Regions from separate parts of the Mus musculus genome. Here region 2 is linked to region 1. The links are chromatin contacts, called in public HiChIP or PLAC-seq maps. All regions are on one chromosome and are shown on one strand. The core of a region is the stretch at or near the end of the contact, and the rest is flanking DNA. Distances in the headings are between cores, read along the strand shown.

The links. HiChIP or PLAC-seq counts read pairs in DNA pulled down with a chosen protein or histone mark.
Region 2: an H3K27ac HiChIP or PLAC-seq map of embryonic stem cells shows a contact between it and region 1, with 17 read pairs. The contact joins two enhancer-like sites. A contact is called at or near these places in 1 of 484 Hi-C or Micro-C datasets (embryonic stem cells) and 5 of 115 datasets of contacts at active chromatin or transcription factors (embryonic stem cells, neural progenitor cells and stem cell-derived neural progenitor cells).

Annotation. Positions count from the first base shown.
Region 1 is chr16:9,146,911-9,154,715 of GRCm38.p6, reverse strand. No RefSeq gene overlaps it. Among named protein-coding and RNA genes, the nearest start is that of Gm30567, 96 kb to the right of the region's middle. Within about 2 kb of position 4,660, at least 13 of the 459 cell types and tissues checked have an H3K27ac peak or open chromatin away from gene starts, as enhancers often do. A contact at or near this core is called in embryonic stem cells, where this site is marked.
Region 2 is chr16:9,348,980-9,356,784 of GRCm38.p6, reverse strand. No RefSeq gene overlaps it. Among named protein-coding and RNA genes, the nearest start is that of Gm41418, 73 kb to the right of the region's middle. Within about 2 kb of position 2,819, at least 10 of the 459 cell types and tissues checked have an H3K27ac peak or open chromatin away from gene starts, as enhancers often do. A contact at or near this core is called in embryonic stem cells, where this site is marked.

The DNA.
Region 1 (7,805 bases), core at 3,411-5,910:
AGTGGAGCCTTTCCCAAGAAGTTGATTCAGAAGACACATATACCCAAAACCAGCTGAGGCTAGATCACACCCCTATCTCCCAATCCTAGATATGTTCAGGAATAGAAACAACCATGAAAAGGGATTTATGAAGGGTTTCTAGGGGGAGAAACTTATTGCATTGTTTGAAACAGGATAGTAACGCAGTTTGATGCACATGAGGGTTTTAGGTTCCTGTGGTGTCCATTGTTAGAAGAAGGATATGTACACACTCATGCCAAGTGAAGCCCAGGTTGCTAAGTTATTCTCTAAGCTTGTCTCCCTCATCTGTGTGAGATTTTATTCTCTCTTCCTATACAGAGGTTGTTCCAGTGTTGAAAAAAAATAATAATTCTTATAAGAGCATTGTTCAAACACACAGGATAATGGAAACAGCTGAATTAATTCATTAACATATGAATTAATAAAATTAAGGATGTACTTAGTATATATCACAGAATATTAGTCTTACAAAGGATATTTTGCCATTTCTCACAATATTGATGAGCCTGAAGGATATTATGCCAAGTGAAAAAACAGTTCTCAGCTATTTGATATTTTCTTTTTGGAAAGAGTTCAAATATGCAGAAGCAGGCACTTAGAATGGTTGTTATGGTGGAGGGAAGAGGCACGAGTAAAAAAAAAAGTCAAAACAGAAGATATACAAGATAAAACGCCCAGAGATTTGAGGTACATGGAGAACTAGAGCTAACAAAATCATTTGTACTAGAAAGTTTACTGAATGTGTGGATTTTTGCTGATCTCTTCACCAAAGGAACCAAGATGATAGGTGTCTTAGGATTTTCACTGCTGTGAAGAGACACCATGACCACAGCAACTCTTGTAAAGGAAAACATTTCACTGGGACTGGCTTACAGTTCAGAAGTTTAGTCCATTACTATCATGGTGCGGAGCATGGCAGTGAGCAGGCAGGCATGCTGCTGGAGAGGTAACATCTACCTAGAGAGAGAGGGTTCTACATCCCGATCAGCCACACCAGGAAGAAATGACTCACACTTCCTCCAACAAGCCACACCTCCTAATAGTCCAGTCTCTATGGCGGCCACCTTTATTCACTAAGTCTATTAGCCGTGTCACTGCATTTATTAACTGCTTTACTATCTTTTGCACATCTAATAACATCAAAAGGCAACTTCAAATACTTACATTATTTATTTTAAAACAACAAAAAAAAAGTGAGATTCAAAAAAATCAACCACCACTGTTCTAGTTCTCAGTCCCAGTGGTAAGCCAGCTTTACAACAAAGCTCCAGAGGTCTCAGCTACCCACCCACAGCCAATCTCTACCAGCCAGAAGTGGCTTAGGAAATCAGTAGGGCCTGGATCACCCTACCAATCTCTAAGGCAACAGTAGCAAGGTTTCTGGTTGACCCAGAGTGCCAGACTAGATGAGGAGAAGAAGAGTAGGAAAGGCCGCCCAGAACAGCTTCTGCCCATCCACCCACTTCAGACAAATGACTCCTCCTCTTCCTCCTTTCCCTTCCTTCTCTCCTCCTTTCCGCTCCTTCTCTCCCTTGTAGGATGAAATTTAAAGAGGACAACTTTTTCTAACCCTGCTAAATCCCAAATAATTAAGACCAAGACCTGGAGATTTATTCAACAAGCTTTAAACACGATAACTGAATATTCCTAACCTCTCTGCTATCTTAGCTACTTCTCAGCCTCATGCCCCAAGTTACTTGCATCATGTCGTCTTGGCTCACTCTGCTGTAGCGGTCTGTCCTCATGGAGAACTCCTCCACATGCCCAACCTCATGGCTACCATCCTCTTCTTTCTCCACCTGTCTCTTGACCCTTCTTCTTCTGGATCGTCACCTGCCTTGTGGTTAACTCCTTCAACTGGGCTCTCCTCCCTGGGACCCCAAGCGGATCAGAAGTCCAGCCTTTCTATCTCCTCTGCCCAATCATTGGCTGCTCAACTTTTTATTGTCTAATCTAAGATCATTGGGGGGGGGGGGCATCTTTATACAACCCTGATACAGGAGAGTCTTCAATATTCATGACAATGCCTATGTCCGGATGGTTACCAGACACAGAAATTGGCATCTGAATGCACAGAGCACAAGACCAACCCCCAACACTCCCCTCTCCTCTTACTTCTCCTCCTTTTCTCCCATTCATTTCCTCTCCTCCTCTTTCTATTGCCTCTCCTTCTTTCTTCTCCCCTTTTCCTTCTTCCTCCTTCTCTTCCCTCTTCTCATTTTCTCCCCCTTCACTCCCGTCTTGTTTAAACTTTTTCTACTATTTTCACTGGGCATGGCTGCAGAGGACAAGAGGGGAGCTTGGTCAATATTTACCCTCAGGTTTTCAGGGGCTGCTAGAAGAAACTGAATAAAGGACTGTGATGTGTGTCTGTCTGAATTCTACTCACTGAACATGAATTGAAAATGATCTTCAATAAAATTTTAACATCAAAAAACTAGAAAAAAAAATCATACAATATCTTCACTGCAAATGACTCTGCCAGCCAAATTGAATCTGGGCAGAGGTCAGGATCGCAGCAGGCCACAGACCAGGCACTCAGCCAACGTCTTCAGGAAAGCCAGAGCCATTTTCTCCTAAATCTTATAATTTTTTTAAGTGACAAAGAACTAAGTCTAGACAGGCTCTCTGAATAGCAGCATAGTCCAGTCTGCACCACAATGATTAAAAGAAAATGCTTAGAACTGTCCCAAAGGCCACAGCTCACAGGCCATAAGACACTCAGGGATGCGACAACTGGCTCTAACTGAGCACCCGTGTTCTTCCAAGTCCATCAAATATTAAAATACAATTAGGAGCTGTAGACGTGCCTAAAAGGTTGCAAATTAACTTTTCTTTTAACTAGGTCAAGGAATTCACTAATGAATGAATGCTAAGGGCTGACGAGTAAGGGTCAATTCGTCCTTCTTAAATTCAGAGCAGGACATAGGATTGATTATCACAGACCTGGAAAACATAGTCAGTCCTGAATTCAAATCTCAGCTCACTCCTGGAGAAAGTCACTTCCTCAAACCCAATCTGTAAAGCAGACATGATTAAGGTCTCCATCACTGAGCAGTTATTGCATACAAAGCACAGAGTATGTCCTCACTGAATGTCTGCCTTCTTCCCACTTTGAAACAGCACTAAAAGGGTTTGGTGTGGTAGATATGTTTTACAGGAACATAAAAACTAGGAATGCCCTCCCCATTTAATTAGGGCAGAAAGGAGAATGTCCCTGTGGCAGGTATTCAAGGCCAGGACATGAAATATGATGATGGCATTTTGCTCCTCTCCTTTTGAAAAGAGATGAAGGGGAATGTGCCAGTTAGAAAAATTAAGAGGCTCTAAATCCTTCCAAATCCTCACATAGCCATCCAAGTGGCCAATAAGAAGGTTCTTAAATTAATGACCTCTTAAGAAATTAAATTATTGATTAATGCCTCTGATGCCTCTGTGGCCAACTTGATTATAGCAGGAAGGAAGCACATGTGACGTGTCCCTTCCCCTCATCTCAAAGGGTCATATGACTCACAGCAACTGAAGGTGTGCTCTGCTCAGTCCACATGAAAAACATATATAATAAAATAAGGAGGGAAGAAAATCACAGGGATCGCTGGGAACACATTTATAGGCTACCTGGCCATGCTGTGAGGTGGAGGAAGGCTTCCTGGAGGAGGCAATTCCCAGTCAAGGTCAAAACCAGATGCAAGTACATACTTCCACAGGAAGAAGGTGGAAGCAGGCAAGACTAAGATGCTAAAGAGACATGTAGATGAGTAGTCCCTGTTCTCTCGAAACACTTCGGAACTTTCACCCCTAAATCGACTAATTCTCCAGATCTTGACACCAACAGGACATCCTAATTTGATTCCAAAACTGCTCAGAGTCGGGCAGACCTTAGAGCAAAACCCTGCGAGTTGATCCTCTTTCTACTCCAGATCCAAATTCCAGGTCACCTGCCCTGAGAACCCCTGTTCCCACCTGATCGCCTGCACTAAGAACCCCTGTTCCCACCTGGTCACCTGCACTTGCAACCTGTGTTCCCACCTGGTCACCTGCACTAAGAACCCCTGTTCCCACCTGGTCACCTGCACTTGGAACCTGTGTTCCCACCTGATCACCTGCACTAAGAACCCCTGTTCCCACCTGGTCACCTGCACTTGGAACCTGTGTTCCCACCTGATCACCTGCACTAAGAACCCCTGTTCCCACCTGGTCACCTGCACTTGGAACCTGTGTTCCCACCTGATCACCTGCACTAAGAACCCCTATTCCCACCTGGTCACCTGCACTTGGAACTTGTGGTTCCCACCACCACTGATCAGGTGTGATTATTTCCCAGAGTGCCTCAAAAACACTCAAGGAAACTGCTTGCTTAGGATCCTAAATGAACAGCCAGGTAAAGAGGCCAGAGGATGAGATCCAAAGGGTCTCAGACCAGATCCCAAGTCCCAATTAGGGTGCCATCCTCCCCACATGTGAATACATTCACTAGTCCATTGCTTGTAGTTTTTCCAGAGGCTCCATCCCACAAGCACAGTTGATGAGGTTCCTGGCCATTGGTGCCTTGACTCCTTCTCCAGCCCTCCTTGAGCCACAGAGGTCTGTGTGGGCCAGAAAAGTCCAGCTTACAATAGCAAATTTGGTACTTCCCCAGCCAGATAGCCTCATTAGCATACAGAAAGGCACTCAGAAGAGTCAAGGGTTTTTAAAGGTCTTGTGTTAGGAACTAAGACCAAAGAATGAAACAAAAGAGCTCTCATCTCATCTGTCCCACCCAAAAGGTTAAAAGCGTTTTACTAGCTGTGTGCCAGGAACTGAAGCAGAGATCAAATACATTCCTTATGTCACAGCGATTCCTGTTTTAAGCGCATTTGGAGAGGGTGGTGCCAGGGAGCAGGGGAAGAGAAGGAAAGCTAGTTCAGTTAGGGAAGGCTCCAGGTTTGGCTGAGGAGTTCCCACTTTAGGAAAATCCCATGTTTTACCAAACTCAAGCTGGCAGTCATTGACGAGAGGGCAAGAGGGGCCCCAGGCTGGAGCTCCCACAGTGACTCCCTAGGGAGCCTGGGTCTGTGGCCCCAGCACTGAAGCTGGGGAGGGCACTGGCTCCTGGGGAGGGCACTGGCTCCTTGCCCTTGCCCTGGCTCTTGCAGTCTCAGAAACAGTCTGTGTTTTTCCAGAAGAAAAACCTGGATCCAAAGCAGAGCATCCTCTCCTGGGAGAGAATAAAGCTGATGCTGTTGATTGCCCTTTCCTGAGCTTCCTCATTAGTAAAGGCGTGGTCAGTGCAACTCTTCAGCTGCCATCATCTGCATGGGAACAGGAAAGAAGGCTGTCTGCGCACCCGCCCACCCGCCTGCCAGGAAAGAGACACTTGAGACCTGCTGGATTTAGTGTCTACCCTAATAAACTTCAGTGACTACCAATAGTCTCAACCAGGGTATCCACAGTGTGGTCAAAGGTCCCAAAAGCCAGAGGTATGTCCAGAGGTATGAGGCCAGAAGCCCAGAAGCTTGGAATACCCAAGATACAGTTCACAAACCACATGAAACTCAAGAAAAAGGAAGACCATAGTGTGGATACTTCTATCCATCTTAGAAGGGGGGAACAAAACACCCATGGAAGGAGTTACAAAGTGTGGAGTAGAGACTGAAGAAATGACCATCTAGAGACTGACTCACCTGGCGATCCATCCCATATACGATCACCAAACTCAGACACTGTTGTGGATGCCAACAAGTGCTTACTGACAGGAGCCTAATATAGCTCTCTCCTGTGAGGCTCTGCCAGTGCCTCACAAACACAGAGGTGGATGCTCACAGCCATCCATTGGACTGAGCATAGGATCCCCAATGAAGGAGCTAGAGAAAGGACCCAAGGAGCTGAAGGGGTTTGCAGTCACATAAGAGGAACAATATGAAATAACCAGTACCCCCAGGGCTCCCTGGGACTAAACCACCAATCAAAGAAAACATATGGTGGGACTCATGGCTCCAGCTGCATATGCAGCAGAGGATGGCCTAGTCAGTCATCAATGGGAGGAGAGGCCCTTTGTCCTATGAAGGTTCTATGCCCCAGTGTTGGGTAATGCCAGGGCCAGGAAACAGGAGTGGGTGGGTTGGTGAGCAGGGGGAGGGGGAAGGGAATAGGAGGAGGGTGTTTTTCTGAGGGGAAACCAGGAAAGGATATAACATTTGAAATGTAAATAAAAAAATATCCAATAAAAAAGAGTTGTGGAGAGCTGGAGTGAGCAATGCATAGGATGGAAGCAGGGGGCAAAGCGTCTGATACAGGGCTCCTGGGAGAAACTGGAGGGAGTCCCCTCTGCTTTCTGGCTTATAAAGTGGTTGTGGAAATCTTCAAGACTGTGGTGCAAAGTAACGTATACATGCAAACCTGTAATACAGGCTCAGCATTGAGTACATGCTCAGGAAAGGATGAATGTGAGTAAGAATACAAGCATACGGTGGCCAGGTATGGTGGCAGGAGTCATTAGTCTGAGCACTCTGAATCAGAAACAGATGGATCTCTGCAGATTTGAGGCCAGTCTGGTGTACATAAAGAGTTCCATGCCTACCGGGTCTATATAGTAAGACCCTATCTAAAACCGAAAAGAAAGAGATGATGGGGCTGAAGAGATGGCTCAGTGGTCACAAGCACTAGCTTCTCTTCCCGAGGACCATAGTTCAAGTCTCTGCGCCACGTGGCAGCGATCCCAGTTCCTGGTTAGCTGATACCCTCTTCTGGCTTCCACAGGAACTGTGCACAGATATGCACCCATAAAGTAACAAATACATCTTTTAAAAGAATGGAGAAGGACAGGGAGGAAGAACAGAAGAGGGGCAAGACAGGGGAGAGAAAAGGGACGTGTTTCCTGAATTAGAACATTACTTACCACGCTTGGAAAAAACTCACGTGTCTCCACCATCATATTGAAAGAGGACATTTTTATCTGACTCAGTGTTTCATTCTGTATTCAATCTACATTTGTTATTATTTTTCTTTCTAAGCAACCCTCATGGGTAAGTTTGTTATTTCTAACTTTTCACAGGAGCAGTGTGGGGGTCAGAGAGAGGCACCTAGAGTCCCAAAACTCAGATACGTGTCTGTTTCCCCCAGAGCACCCCCATCCCCCATTGTGTCTACATCTGCTCAGTGCCACGTGCATGAACTAGAGACCATATATACTGTATACATGAGTGGTAAGACTTGCTCTGTAGACACACAGAGCTCAAAAGGCTCCTCTTGGCATTGATAGCCCTGATCAATGCCCTGGCCACTCATGGCACCCACACACAGACCACGAATCTCTGAAAGGCAATACTCTATGGTTTCCCCACCTTGAATCCCTGAAAGGCTGCTGCCAGATTAGGGTAGCAATCAATGTTAAATTTGAGTTGAAACCACTGCTTCAGGGCAAAAGCCACGCTGACCATTTGAATGACCTGAGTTCAATCATGACCCACATGGTGGAGGGTACCAACTCCTGCAAGTTTCCTCTGACCTCTGCATGTGTGTCATGCCAATCAGGATCCCACACACAAATGTATGTGCACAAAAAAAAAATCTGTCACTAAGACATTTTCCTTGAAGCAGGAGTCCCAATAGTCCATCCGCAGAACTCACCCTTTAAGACAGGCATGCTGTGGAAACAGAGACAGATCCCTGGGGCTGGAAGTTATTATTGTGATGTCCTGAAAAGATAGATGGAATAACAGGTGAGGTTGTCCTCGGGCTTCTGCACGCACACACCACACTTGCCAGTGCACCAGCACAACCACTGACCATGTAAACAAAAAAGT
Region 2 (7,805 bases), core at 1,570-4,069, 200 kb before region 1:
TTGTTCACCTCACTCCACTTGCCAAGTTTATCTATCCTGTTATAGCTCCGGTCCTTGGCAAATACTAGAACCAACTTTGTAGAGAGAATCTCTCATAAGCACAACCTGTCAATAAAAAAGCTGACAGCCAATGAGTTGAAGTAGGAAATAGGGGCCGGCACACTGGCAGGAAGAAAGAGGATTCTGGGAAATAGTGAGATTCAAGAGAACACAGAGGAGACAGATGTAAACCAGATGGTAGATGAACTCAGAGAGAGGCTGAGGGAGAATCAGAGGAGATTCAAGGGAAAAAGGGGGAGGGAACTGAGGAGGTAGGTAACCAAATGGTAGACATAGAATAGCTTGAATGGGTAAAATAAGTTACCAGCTAGTCTGGGAATGAGCCAAATGGCTAACTCATTTAATAATAAATAATTAATTTCAGCGTCATCATTCTGGAAGCTAAGACTGGAGAGGGAAAACGGATTTAAAAAGTATTTTAACACAACGTCTTGAGCATTCCAGTGTGGATGGAAGACCAGCGGCTCTCCAGACATCCTCCAGGCCTTCAGCACTGGATAGGGACTGTTGAGACCTTCAGCCTCCTGGGGGTAAGTCAACCTGACACAATCTAACAAACCTCCTTTTAACTTTCTCTCTCCCCTCCCCCATCCTATTGGTTCTGTTTTGTTTTTGTTTTTGTTTTTGTTTGTTTTTCTTGTTTTTTTTTTTAAGAGAAATCTGACTAGCACAGGGATATATCTGAGAAGACATTCAAGGTAATGTGTTGGAAATCAAAAAATGCTTAATTTTGCTCTAGATTTGGGCTCTATGCATATGTGAACATCCAACCAAGCTGTAAGAGTTACAGTTTGTCTATTTGGGATGACAAAAATGTTTGGAAAATCAGACATAACAATTTTGTAACATTGTGATTGTAATTAATGCCCTTGAACTTCACATTTAGAGATGGTTAAAACAGCAGATTAGATCACATATATTCTGTAATAGCACAATAAGTAATTGCAAAACATAATTAATGTATGCCATGATGCATATTTACCATAGTAAAAAATGTTTTAACAAGAAAAGCTGTATCAGAGGTATGCCCTTGACTCTTTGTTATGCTTCTATATCTTAACAGAAAAGAAAAAGTTGGTGCCTAGAAGATATGGTCATGGTGTGCACCTTCCCTTAGTCTTTCTCGTCCACACACCCCCATCCTCAGTGTAAAATTGTCACTTTGAACACACAAGGCAGGGAGGTCCTTCCAGATTCTCCCTGTGTAAGGAAGCAGGGAGGACCTCCCAGATTCTCCCTGTGTAAGGAAGCAGGGAGGACCTCCCAGATTCTCTCTCTGTAAGGAAGCAGGGAGGACCTCCCAGATTCTCCCTCTGTAAGGAAGCAGGGAGGACCTCCCAGATTCTCCCTGTGTAAGGAAGCAGGGAGGACCTCCCAGATTCTCTCTCTGTAAGGAAGCAGGGAGGACCTCCCAGATTCTCCCTCTGTAAGGAAGCAGGGAGGACCTCCCAGATTCTCTCTCTGTAAGGAAGCAGGGAGGACCTCCCAGATTCTCCCTGTGTAAGGAAGCAGGGAGGACCTCCCAGATTCTCCCTGTGTAAGGAAGCAGGGAGGACCTCCCAGATTCTCCCTGTGTAAGGAAGCAGGGAGGACCTCCCAGATTCTCTCTCTGTAAGGAAGCAGGGAGGACCTCCCAGATTCTCCCTGTGTAAGGAAGCAGGGAGGACCTCCCAGATTCTCCCTGTGTAAGGAAGCAGGGAGGACCTCCCAGATTCTCCCTCTGTAACTGTTCTTCTGGATTCCTTCCCTCTTGTGCAGTTTAGCCAGTGAATCATCCCTGATGGTCTGGATGGAGGCCGGAGGAGCTGCATGTGAATGAACACATCATAGAACCCAGGGAATTGACAATGTGATGCCAAGACCTGCCTTTTCAACATGCAGCCCCTCCCCCCCACCGACTGCCTGGAGATGTTTATTAGAAGGGCATAATTAACGTGGCAGGTGCCTTTGTTACATTCAAATAATAACAGCGCAGAACACAGGCTTATAATTAGTTGGGCTTTTTTGGGGCTCCAGTGGTGCTGCTGCTGATACTAAGCACAGAACATGACACCTTATTGTGCACTCAGTATGGGGGTGATTCATGTTCAGCTGGTGAGGATGCAGGCTTTTGGGAGTGTTGAAAGTAGACAAATTTAAATAAAAACCAGGAATGACTATGAACTCCCAAGGTCACACAAGTGGGGAGCAGGGCTTGGTTGGGTGTATCTGACTGCACATTGCTCCCGAATGCTTCATTTCCTTAAGTGCCTCCCACTAGAAGAGAGAGCTGCATGTGCGAAGGTCCCGTGGTTTAAGGAAGAATACAAAGCCAAGCTGTAAAGGACAGAGGATGAATCTGGACCCTCGATGGAGGAAAGTGTTTCAAGACAACCACAGTGATCTTGTACAGTTTTGATGAACCTATTCCCCTGTGGAATAGGTTCAATGGAAAATGATGGGGAAGAAACAGCGCAGACTTGAGAGAACAGTTATATCATAGAGGAGATAGGACATAGCAACAGAGAACTCTAGTCCTTCTCATCCTAATCCTCCCCCCCACCTCACCCCCCCCAAGAAAAACCAAGCTGTGGTATGTGTTAATGCTGCTCACAATAACAAGGCAGCTGTCTATCTGAACAGACACCAGCTTGGGAAAGGCCAAAAGGTAGCATTACAATAAGCAACCTCCAATGACAGAAACTCCCTAGCCCCAGAATGTGCTGTGTCTGTGTAGGAGGACACCATGCAGTTTCCTATAGCCCCGGAGAGATTCGAGGCAAGAATGAAAGTGAAGCCCAGGATGAGTGGGGGTGTTCACTGCTCAGTGCCTCCATGCCCTTTCATTTGCCCCTTCCCCGACCTCGAAAGCAAGTAAACTGGGTGGGAGGAGGGTGGAAATCTAAATGTCTTGACCAAGTGGTTGAGTGATCTTGACCTTGGCTTCCTCCCAATTGATTGGTCTCTGCTGTATCTCCACAGTAACAGATGAACACAATCTCAGAGCTTCTGTGGTCTCAAGGTGAGGTCAGTGGTCCCTGGATTAAATTTCATAATTCTCTGATGTTCTTTAATGTGGATAAACCATCTTATTCGTTCATCAATTTAAGCCCATATGACTCTAAATAAGACTTAGGTCCAAATACCTAGCCTACATGCAAGGCTCCAAGGAAGGTGGCCTGAATCGTGTGACCAAACCCATCCATCCCCATAAAAGGTCTTTTCCTTTCTTTCTTTCTCTCTCTCTCTCTCTCTCTCTCTCTCTCTCTTTCTTTCTTTCTTTTTTCTTTTTCTTCTTTTTTTCTGCTGTTGTTTGAGAATTTTATTTCAACATATAAGGTGCTTTAATCAAATCCAGTCCCATTCCCTCCCCTCCAGTTCCTCTACCCCCACAGTACTTTTTGAGAGTACTGATTGAATTTACATTACAGGTGAATCTGTGGGTCAAAGCTGGGAAGATGGCTCAGTGCTTAGCAGCATATTTTGCTCTTGGAGTGGACCAGAGTTTAGTTGCCAGTACCCACATCAGGCAACTCACAACCATCTGTAGTTCCAATTCCAGAGGATATTACAACTCCTCTGGCTTCACAAGCATTGCGCTCATACAAAGCTAAATTCACATAGACATGTCATCATTTAGAACAAAATAAAAATAAATTTAAAAAGACATGGATCAGAGACGTCTACTTACTTGCCAGAGGAACACAGCTGGCAAGTACAGATTTGAGGTAGCACTGTTCACTCTGTCCAGGAAGAGATGGGACACAGGACATGTGGCATAGGACCCAGGCTACCAAGCTGGCTTATCCATATTGAACAGCGGAAGATTAAGAACTTTGTCATTCTTGTCTCTGTAATTCTCTACTCAATCTGCTTACTATGCAGAATGAGAACCCAGCTGCTTCTCTCTGCACCGTGCTGTGGCTTTAATAATTAACATTAATTGTCAACTGGACAAGACCGACAGTCACTTGGGAGACAAGCTCCCAGACGTACCTGCAAGGGATTATCTAGATCAGCATGAGGAGGGAAAACTCACCTTGACCGTGGGTGGTAGCATTTCATGTCTGTTCTCTCCAACTGAATGAAAATGAGAAATTCGGCTGATCTCTAACACTCATTTCTGTGTTTTCTGCCTCAACACCTTGTGAATTAACACTGCGGTGGACTCCTTCTTTCCTTAGGTTGTTTTTGTCACAGCAGCCACAACAAAAAGAAATGAGTACAGTGGCCCCCAAACTCCTTGCCTTTAAAATGTAATGATGGCCTCCCTACTGGTCAATCTGCTTCCATCTTTGCCTCCTCCCAACACACACACACAAATACACACACACACACACACACACACACACACACACACACACACATACACACACACACACCAGAACGGTGCTGAGGAGAACTCTGTTCACAGTACTGGTGTTCTCATCCAGGGGAAATCCCAAGTCCCCAACAGCACATGGAGTGAGGCAGCTGCCCAAGCCCAGTTCCTTCCAGCATCATCTTCACGGTCGTCTCTGCACCTTCTCTCTCCAGCTCCATCACCAGATGGTAGAGCCCATCCCTGAGCATCTTATATGAACTCTCTGCGTCCCTTTCCCTCCTCTGCTTTGCTGTACTTCTCACCATCTACCTTGTCAAAATGAGCTCTGTACAGGATGGAGAGGCTTTGTCTCTAGTGTTGCTTTAGTTCAGTGTTTGGTGCGGAATAAGTGCCTAACAAATATTTACTGAATGAATATAGATAGATAGATAGATAGATAGATAGATAGATAGATAGATAGATAGATAGATAGATAGATGCCGCAGACCTTCTGGGTCCCTGTGTCTGCGTGGAATGGGGTCTCTCGACGCGGGTGGGCAAAGCGTGGATGAATGACAGACAGACACACACGCAGGAGAGTTTGTGTGGAATCTGAATGTAATTTTACAACTCGAGCATCAGACTTTTTATGCAGAGGACAATAAGGAAGTTGGGTGACATATTCGCAAGGTACAGTTGAGGTAACCGGAATCTTACATAAAACAGAGGAATGTAAACACAAAAGGTCTAACGGGAACCACCCAGGATAGAATACATTGATAACAGCTGGGATCAACAAGGGCTCCACCTAAAATTCACTAATCTTAGAAGCCAGGGTCAAGGGCTTCGCGTCCTTGCCACAGTTCCTATTTTAGTCTCTTGTATAGTCCACCTTCCCCTTAGGCCATTGTAAATACGTGTGTATGGGTGTAACTCTGCTATAGTATCTATTCTGGTTTCTCTGGTCTGAAACTTCCTTCTTTTTAAGTGATGGTAAATTCCTGTGTAAGGGAGTGACTTAGCTTTTACAATCTTGCTGAATTCTAAACCCTTGATCTTGGTCAAGGATGCCCTTGGACTGTTGGAACACTGGCGGAAGGCTTAAGCCATGTCAAAATTCAATTTTAAAAAGCACTTATAATAGGAAAATACTGAAAGAGAGCACGTGGATCCATACACTAGACTAACTCGGGAATGGAACTCGGGAATGAAAAATTACTGTATGGGTAGGGAACGCTAGACTCCAGGAGGAGAGCTTCCTTGAAACTCTTTTGCCTCATGAGTGACTTTTAAGCCTTTCGGCTTGTCCAGTTGACTCGACCGGAGAGCGTAGCAGATAAATAGATAGATAGATAGATAGATAGATAGATAGATAGATAGATAGATTCAAAAGATAGAAAAATCAGACAGTGCAAATATGAGGTTCCCTCTTATCAAAGACTCCTTTTTGCAAGAGTTAAAAAATATGGAGCAGCAAGACAACTCAAAGGTGCTTACCACACAGGCCTTATAACTTGAGTCTAATCCCTGGAATCCATGTAAAAAAGTCTGGATGTGGTGGCGTGCACCTTTAATATTTGCACTCCTACACTGAACTGGAAGAATATACTAGAAGCTCCTGTCTTGTAGAGTATGAGGTACAAGATGTTCTCCAACTGTCCAGTGCCTGACAAGTGGTAATAACTGTTCTTTATGCTGGTTTTCATACCACATGATCTTCCTATGTTGGTAAGAACATCTCTGTCCTGAAGTGCAATTAACAGAAGCTTCCAGACTTGTTTGCAGAAATGAGCTAATGAGAGGAATTCTGTAACACACACACACACACACTGAAGACTGGCCTAAGTGCAGATACTTCCCTTGACTTCTCCTGACCTTTTCTATCTAACCTTGGAAACAGGGCAGAGTGTGAATCTGTGCCCGAGTCAGGTGGGCAGGAAGAGCTTCCATGGGGTTATCTCCAATGTCAGGTGCTGAGGGCATAGAGCAAGTCTGGAATCCGCTTTCCCTGATAAGAAAATGATTAGCGCTTGCACTGTGCATAAATAGTGTTGGAGCTAGACGGGCCACGCAAGAGGACAGATACAAGCTCATTTGTTGGATGTTCGGGTGGGAGAACTCTGGTCCAGTACTTCTAGGAGTGATGATTCAGTTACTTCTCAAGTAGACAGACCCCCCCCCTCCCCGTGTCGGCCTTTCTATTTAAGCCTGGATCCCTGAGCTGGCACTGGAATACAGAGCATGCTTCTCTATTCTGATTTGGCTTCACTTGTCCATCAGTGTCACCACCTCCTCAACAAAAGGCAAATTGAAGAACTGCTCATAGCATCGAGCCCTATTTGAGTGACTTGCTTGAGTGTGTGTGCTTCTTTAGAGCTAAAACGATATTGCAGATGCTCTTTAAGCCACTGAAAGTGGTTAACTAGCTACTTAAGGGCTGTTATGACTTTGAATGAGCTGAGGGGGGTTTTGTTAGCTCTTTGTTCTTTTCTGTATTATTTGGAACTCCTAAAACTCCTGCAAATGATCTGTGGCAAAGAAACAATAGAGCTTTGTTCGGTTTCAGAGAGAAAACTTCACTGACATCATCCTCATCATTATCACCACCAGCACCATCATCACAGTCGTCAGAGAATTATCACAGAGAGTCAAGCTGTGGCCAGACCAGCACACATGGTTACCAACTCTTGTGCTAGGGTGAATGTCTGACACATGATACCTTCTTGTGCCGTGACGAGCTGGAAAATCAGAGTCAATTCAATTTGTTGTCTACTACATTCAAGTTGAAGTTGCTTGACTATATTGGTCACTGGCATCTTGCAATCTGAGGTTGATACACAAAACTGAGCAGGTGCCTGTGCCCACCTTCTATTTCTACCTGTGCTCATAGAGCTCGACAGCTGTGTGGGGTTTGAAGAGCTGAGAAACATCCGTGGGTGTGGATGGCCAGGCTCGTAAGAGCTATCACAAAGCTTCTGGTCACTTCCAGTTGTCTGAACTAAAGCTTGCTGGCAGTATTCAGCTCAAAGCATGTGAGCTTCCTTCTGTGCAGTTCTTTATTAATTTTTCACTTGCTAAGCATCTGCTATAGGCCCCGAAGTAAGCCAGAGAAAACACCTGCCTTCTGTGCACCCAAATAAAGAAGTTGGGTAAACCTGCAGCAGGTCATCCAGGAAAGTGGGGTGCAGCAACCTATGAGCAGATGCTGAAAGAGTCTAAGTTAAGGATCAGCACATCAGGAAAAGATTGATGAACTTTTGCATTTGGAAAAATTACAAATATGCAGAATGTGTGCAACAGAGACCACAGAGAGCCCAGAAATCCTAGAACATCATCTCAGTCCCTGCAGAAAGATTTCTATCTCTGAGTGGTAGAGAAGGCCAGGAGGTGCGTGACTATAATTGTGAGGTTCAGGAGACTGGATCAGGAAGATCACCAGGTCCAGCCTTAGCTACATAGCAAA